2 separate regions of the Pan troglodytes genome follow, and region 2 is linked to region 1. A link is a contact called in public capture Hi-C data. All regions are on one chromosome and are shown on one strand. The core of a region is the stretch at or near the end of the contact, and the rest is flanking DNA. Distances in the headings are between cores, read along the strand shown.

The links. Capture Hi-C pulls out chosen DNA fragments and counts their contacts.
Region 2: a contact with region 1 is called in a capture Hi-C map of stem cell-derived neural stem cells, with 10 times the contacts expected there. The contact joins two enhancer-like sites. A contact is called at or near these places in 5 of 7 Hi-C or Micro-C datasets (blood, induced pluripotent stem cells, a lymphoblastoid cell line and 1 more) and 1 of 1 other capture datasets (stem cell-derived neural stem cells).

Annotation. Positions count from the first base shown.
Region 1 is chr21:38,736,954-38,740,179 of NHGRI_mPanTro3-v2.0_pri, reverse strand. All of the region lies in intron 2 of NOL4L (nucleolar protein 4 like), which reads left to right. Among named protein-coding and RNA genes, the nearest start is that of NOL4L, 61 kb to the left of the region's middle. Within about 2 kb of position 1,634, at least 7 of the 24 cell types and tissues checked have an H3K27ac peak or open chromatin away from gene starts, as enhancers often do. A contact at or near this core is called in stem cell-derived neural stem cells, where this site is marked.
Region 2 is chr21:38,865,215-38,868,440 of NHGRI_mPanTro3-v2.0_pri, reverse strand. No RefSeq gene overlaps it. Among named protein-coding and RNA genes, the nearest start is that of NOL4L, 67 kb to the right of the region's middle. Within about 2 kb of position 1,755, at least 7 of the 24 cell types and tissues checked have an H3K27ac peak or open chromatin away from gene starts, as enhancers often do. A contact at or near this core is called in stem cell-derived neural stem cells, where this site is marked.

The sequences.
Region 1 (3,226 bases), core at 385-2,884:
CATGTGCCAAGAGCCTCAGAGAGGCAAGGTGTCTGCCCAGGAAGGCAGGAGATGGTGATGGTCTCCCCGCCCCTCCTGCTTCTCGGTCTGTGTGCTTTGGGAAGTGACTTGTGGGAAGGGAGTTCTGAGGGTATTTCCACCAGAGGATCATAGAAGAAGGAAGAGGCACCCAGGCTGGGGCCCACATGGGCCCCTTGGCACTGACAAGACCACATTTTCTCAGCAGTAAATTTACCATTGTGGGTGGGGCATGGTGGTTGACACCTATAATCCCAGCGCTTTGGAAGGTTGAGATGGGAGGATTGTTTGAGGCTGGAAGTTCAAGACCAACCTGGGCACCATAGCAAGACCCCTTCTCTTAAAAAAAAAATTGGGGCCAGGTGTGGTGGCTCATGCTTGTAATCCCAGCACTTTGGGAGGCCGAGACAGGCAGATCACTTGAAGCCAGGAGTGTGAGACCAGCCTGGCCAACATGGCAAAACCCTACCTCTATTAAAAATACAAAAATTAGCTGGGCATGGTGGCACATGCCTATAATCCCAGCTACTCGGGAGGCTGAGGCATGAGAATCACTTGAGCCCAGGAAACAGAGGTTGCAGTGAGCTGGGATCATGCCACTGCACTTCAGCCAGGGTGACAGAGTGAGACTTTGTCTCCAAAAATAAAAATAAAAAATATATTAAAAAATTCAGGCCTAGTGGTGTGTGCCTGTAGTCCTAGCTGATTGGGAGGCTGAGGCAGGAGGATTGCTTGAGGCTGCAGTGAGCTATGATTGTACTACTGCACTCCAGCCTGGGTGACAGAGCAAGACCCTGTCTCAAAAAAAAATAAAATAAATAAAATTCACCATTGTGCTGAGCAGTCAGCATGTGCTCTACACCAGCACTTCCTACACATGTATGAAGGTTGCATGCATGAAGCAGGTGCTGTTGTTACCTCCATTTTAAGATGAGAAAACTGAGACTCAGAGAAACACATAACCTGCCTGAGGTCAGTCAGCTGACATTCAGAGCCAGGCCACCCACCCCAGAGCCTGTGCCCTGACCACCACACATCCTGCCTCTCTGCAACCCTCCTGTGGTCAGCTAGTAAGCCCTATGACTTGCTGTTGTCCAGGCGGATGGGCTGGAGCCAGCTGGATCATGTGGTTTCCCTGGCCCCTTCGGTGTCCAGCATCAAGCCTCGCCCACAGGCACTCTTTGGGCGGTTTAGGAAGGCAGGGGTCTGCGGCCTCCATGCTGTGGGGAGGGCAGGGCTGAGCTGGTTCTGCCAGCACTTGCATCCCTGGGCCAAGCGGACATCCAGCCCTTTGCTCTGCACTTCCTGGCTTCTCGTCCATATGCCTGCCGCGTGCCCCACTTCCCGCTGCCCAGCCTGGAGCTGGCACATGACTGGCACTGAGCCAGCTGAGCTGCACACAGAGCTGGAATTTCAGCAGCAGGGCCAAGGCTGAGCTGAGCAGGCCAGGGCCCTCCTGCAGTGGGTGTGAGGCCGAAGGGGCTGGCACACCTCCCTCCTCCCCTACGTGCCTCCTCTCCTTTTCCCCTTCTCCTCCCCATCTGTCACCCTTCTCATGCCACCCTTTTCCTTTTTTGGGGGCAGGGGGTGGTGCCTGGATGCCTTTGTGCCCCTCTTCATCTGCTCCCATTTTCCTCGACCCATATCTAGCTCTTCAGCCCCACTCTGCAGACACGAGGCCCCCACCCATCCATGCCTGTGGAAGGAGCCCCCAAGGAAACCCCTGCTGATAGCTGCAGAGGGGCACAGCCTGGCATCACAGGGTACGCATCAAGCTCCTGGCTGAGGACTTTTTGGATCTATCTCTGTGTTTTGCCAACGCTGAATCCTCAGACTGCCTGACAGTCTCTAGGGCACAGGGCCCCTCTGGATTTTTCCAGGCCTAGGGTACTATAGGAGTTAGGACTGGCAGGGCAGTGGCAGACTTTTTCAGTGCACTAAATGAGGCGCGTTTTTTGGTAGGGAAAAGAGCTTTCTGGCATCTACTGCTGTCCACCCGTGGATCAGATAGGGCAGGCAATGAGCTTTCTGAAACTGGAGGTATTCGAGCTGGAGTTAGATGGCCATGTGCAATGGATAATGCAGGGATTCCCATTTCGAGTAGGAAGTCCCTGTCTCACTTAGCTTCTCAGTGTGACCTGAGGTGCAGAGGATCTCGGAGGTCTCTCCAGCACCAGGGTTTGAGGAAGGCTCCAGCTGGTTCTACAGAGTTTCCTGAACTCACACAGAGGGCTAGTCCTTTTTCCAAGGGGCCTTCCTGCTTTTCTGATTTCTGCACCCTTCTGGGTTGGAACAAGCCCTTTTGCTTCCTTTTTCCCTCCCAGGGTGCTAGTAGGTCAGATCGGGTTCCACAGTCCGGATCTAGCTGCCCAGGCCACTTTGGAGTTGGGGCCAGATGTGGTCAGCAGCTGCTCCAGGCCCACCACGTGCTAATCCACCCGCAGGGCAGGAGGAGGATCTTGTAAAGTGGTGCAAATCCCCCCAATTGGCCTCATCTGTCTTTGTTGGCCTCTGAGTTGGGGAGTGAAATGGGGCCTTGCAAGTCAGCGACTCTGCAAATAGCTCCTGCTCTCTCTGCCAGTGAAGTCCCTGTTTTTTACCACCAGGAAAAATGTGAAAGGCAGATTCACATACGGGACTCAGTGTCCAGGCAGGAGGCCCGGGGAGCAAGGCAGCAGGCAGCCCAGGGCAGCGGAGGGCAGTTGGGCAGGGACAAGGGTCCTGGAACTTCCCCTCCTTAGACACAGCAGCTCTGTCTTTATCTGTTTCATGTTTTGGGCTTCAGTGTATGAGTCTATTTCTAGAACAGGGTCTGCAGCTTAAATCTAAAACCATCTGAAAACCACCATCCTATTAACTAGAGCATCTGCTAGGATTGTCCTCCTGGTTTCGACTCATTCTGTGGTCCTGTGGCCTTGGGCATTCATGCACTCAATCAGAAATGGAGGTCCCATTTCTGGTCCCAGGCAAGCCAGGAAGATGAATCAGAAGATGCCTGCTGAAGGTTGCAGGGGGAGAGTTTGTCATCCTCTATACGGGTCCCTACGGCAGTGCAGAGCTGGGCTGGACTCTGCGCTTTATTGACTCCCCAGGGAGCTCTAAGCCAGGCTTGCAGACAATCCAGCCTTGTGGGGCAGGGCTTCCCTCCCTGGCCCTCAGGCAGTTCCAAGGACTTCTCACCTGTCAGCCTTCTATCCTCCCCTTCCAC
Region 2 (3,226 bases), core at 506-3,005, 130 kb before region 1:
GCCATCTTAATGGTATTGGGTCTTTAGATCCATGAACATTGGTATTTTTCCATTTATTTATGGCATCTTTAATTTCTTTAAACAATGTTTTGTAGTTTTCAGATTATAAGTTTTGTACTTATTTTATTCCTAAGCATTTTATTCTCTTTGATGCTAGTATAAATTGAATTATTTTCATAATTACATTTTTGAAGTGTTCATTGCAAATGTGTAGAAGCTCAATTGATTTTTGTATATTGATCTTGTATCCTGCAACTTTGCCAAACCCAATTATTAGTTATAACTTTTTTTTAGTGGATTCTTTAGGATTTTCTCTTTTTTTTTCACTCCATCACCCAGGCTGGAGTGCAGTGGCGTGATCTTGGCTCACTGCAAACTCTGCACCCCAAGTTCAAGCAATTCTCGTGCTTCAGCCTCCTGAGTAGCTGGGGTTACAGGCGCACACCACCACACCTGGCTAATTTTTGTATTTTTAGTGGAGACATGGTTTTGCCTTGCTGGCCAGGCTGGTCTTAAACTCCTGACCTTAGGTGATCCACCTGCCTTGGCCTCCCAAAGTGCTGAGATTACAGGCATGAGCCACTGCTCCCAACCAGGATTTTCTATATATAAGATCATGTCATCTGCAAGTAGGGATAGTTTTACTTCTTCTTTTGCAATCTAGATGACTTTATTTTCTTGCCATTGTACCCAGTACAGTGTTGAATACAAGTCGTGAATTCAACTTTGCCGTAAGAGTGGACATCCTTGTCTTGTTCCTGGTCTTGGGGAAAGCACCCAATCTCTCACCATGAAGTATGATACCAGCTGTAGGAACGCTCTTCTTAGAACTCCCCGAAAGATTGGCTGGTTTACACCCTCAGTTCTAGCAGTGTGCAAGCAGGAGGCCTAGTCCCCCAACCCTTGCCAACACAGTAACCCCAGGCTTTAGAGGCAAAGAACCAAGCCTGGGAGGGAAGTGCTGCATGCTATGTCACACAGATACTCAGCGACCTACAGTTCAGCTGTCCATATGCACTGGGAGTGAGCCCTGGACACTCAGCCTTCCCTCCCCTAGGGTGGGATGTCTTGAGACCCCCTAAAAAAAAGCATTGGTACAGAGGAACTTCTGGGTTCTGTTCTTGTATTAGTCACTGGCTGTGCAACTGTAGGCAAGTCACTTCCCTCTGGGCCTTGGTTTTCCCATCTGTGTAGTGGAAAGAGTGGTCCACCTTGAAATCTTCCAACTCTGACCATCTCTGCCCCACCCACCCTTAAATTCACAGTGGCTTCAGCATCCACTACTGCCCAGAGGAGCCACCAGAGGGCGCCCCAGACCATCATTTGGCCTAGCTTGGGTGCAGGGTGCCCTGGGGAGGCTGAGAGCAGCGCCTATTTTCCAGGAGCTGCTAGCTGTGCTTGCACAGACTTCCTGTGGCTAGACCCGCCCGCTCCTCTGGCTGAGCTCTGATCTCCAGGAAGGGAGTGATCTCCAGGAGGCACCATCCCCAAGGCCAGTGACCTAGCACTCACCCTGCCCGCTTTGGGTTGCCGCCTGAGGCTCAGGCTTTGCAGCATCGGGGCCAGCAGCCTTGCATCTCTCAGCCTTGGGAGGCTTCCACCATCTCTGAGAGGGCCTCTCACCAGTGCTGCATCCTCTCCCCACCAAATTGCCCAGCAGCAGGAAGCCCCCCAAACTGGTGCGTGTCTGGCCACCTGGAAGGGGGACCTCACTGTCCTTTGTGGACGTGAATGTATTCATGCTGGGGGTCTGGACAGTGTAGTCTCCAAAACCACAGCATCTGGGACTCCTAGATACCTCCAGGATAGATCCCAGAACCTTCGAAGCAGGAATCACAGAGGTCAGGGACCACCCAGAACTTCCCAAAAAAGCCAGAGGAGGCTCCATCAGCACCCCCATGACCCCCAGGGCTGATTTTATCCTTCAAATAAAATCAAAACCTTTGCTTTGCAAATTGAGCTCCAAGACACAGCAGCATCTCCCTGCCATCCCAAGAGTCTCACCCCAGCCCCTTGCATGGAGGGCTGCTGGGCCCCCTCTGATGCCAGGGGTATTTGCTTTTTTTTTTTTTTTTTTTTTTTGAGATGGAGTCTTGCTCTGTCGCCTAGGCTGAAGTGCATGATCTCAGCTCACTGGCGCAATCTCAGTTCACTGTAACCTCTGCCCCACCAGGTTCAAGCGATTCTCGTGCCTCAGTCTCCCAAGTAGTTGGTACTACAGGCGTGCACCACCACGCCCAGCTACTTTTTGTATTTTTAGTAGAGACGAGGTTTTGTCAAGTTGGCCAGGCTGGTCTCGAACTCCTGATCTCAAGTGATCCTCCTGCCTAGGCCTCCCAAAGTGACAGGTGTGAGCCACTGCATCCAGCCACATTTGCTTTGCATTCTAGTTATTTGCATGTGTGTTTTCTCTCTCCTTCCAGACTGGGGTCCCCTTAAAGGCAGAGTGAATCTCAGATTCATCTTAGTCCCTTCCTGGGGTCTTGTTCAGGACCCTGCATCCAGTAGATGCTCAACAAATGTCAACATAGGAATCCAGGTCCCATCCTCTCCTCACTCAAGGGATCCAAGGCTGCCTCTTCCTCTTCCGTAGTGGTGTGGCTTTGCAGAAGTCACTTAAGCTCTCTAATCCTCCTCCTCAGAGTGCCAGACTGCAGCTGCCACATGAAGAGGTAAGACTCGGACAGGCTAGGTGCCAGGTCACCCCCCAGTTCCCCAGACCTTTCAGATGGCAGTGGCTGGCTATTCAGGTCAGACCAGTTGCTGTGCTGGACACTTCAGCTTTGTTATCTCCTCCAGTCTTCTCAGAGACCCTTCGAGGTGGGCACTGTTGCCATCCCCAGCCTTGCAAATGGGGAAACCCAGGCATGTGACAATGAGCTCCCTTGCCTGAGGTCACGTTGTTTGGCAAAGGTGTCTGAGCCTACAGCCCTGCTTTGAAGTGACTTGGGGCAGGGATGAGCAGCTTCAGGGGGTTTTCTTGTCCACCCTGTAAGAATCTTCAAGGCTCAGAGATCATTTGCTCCAATTTTCTTGTTTCTTTTCCTTTTTTTTTTTTGAACAGGGTTTCGCTCTGTTGCCCACTTTGGAGTGTAGTGGGGCGATCATGGCTCACTACAGCCTCAACCTTCTGGGCTCAAGCGATCCTCCCACTTGAGTAGCTACCCCGTGAGTAGCTGAACCCTCAGGCGCAAGCCAACACACCCAGCTAATTTTTTTTTTTTTA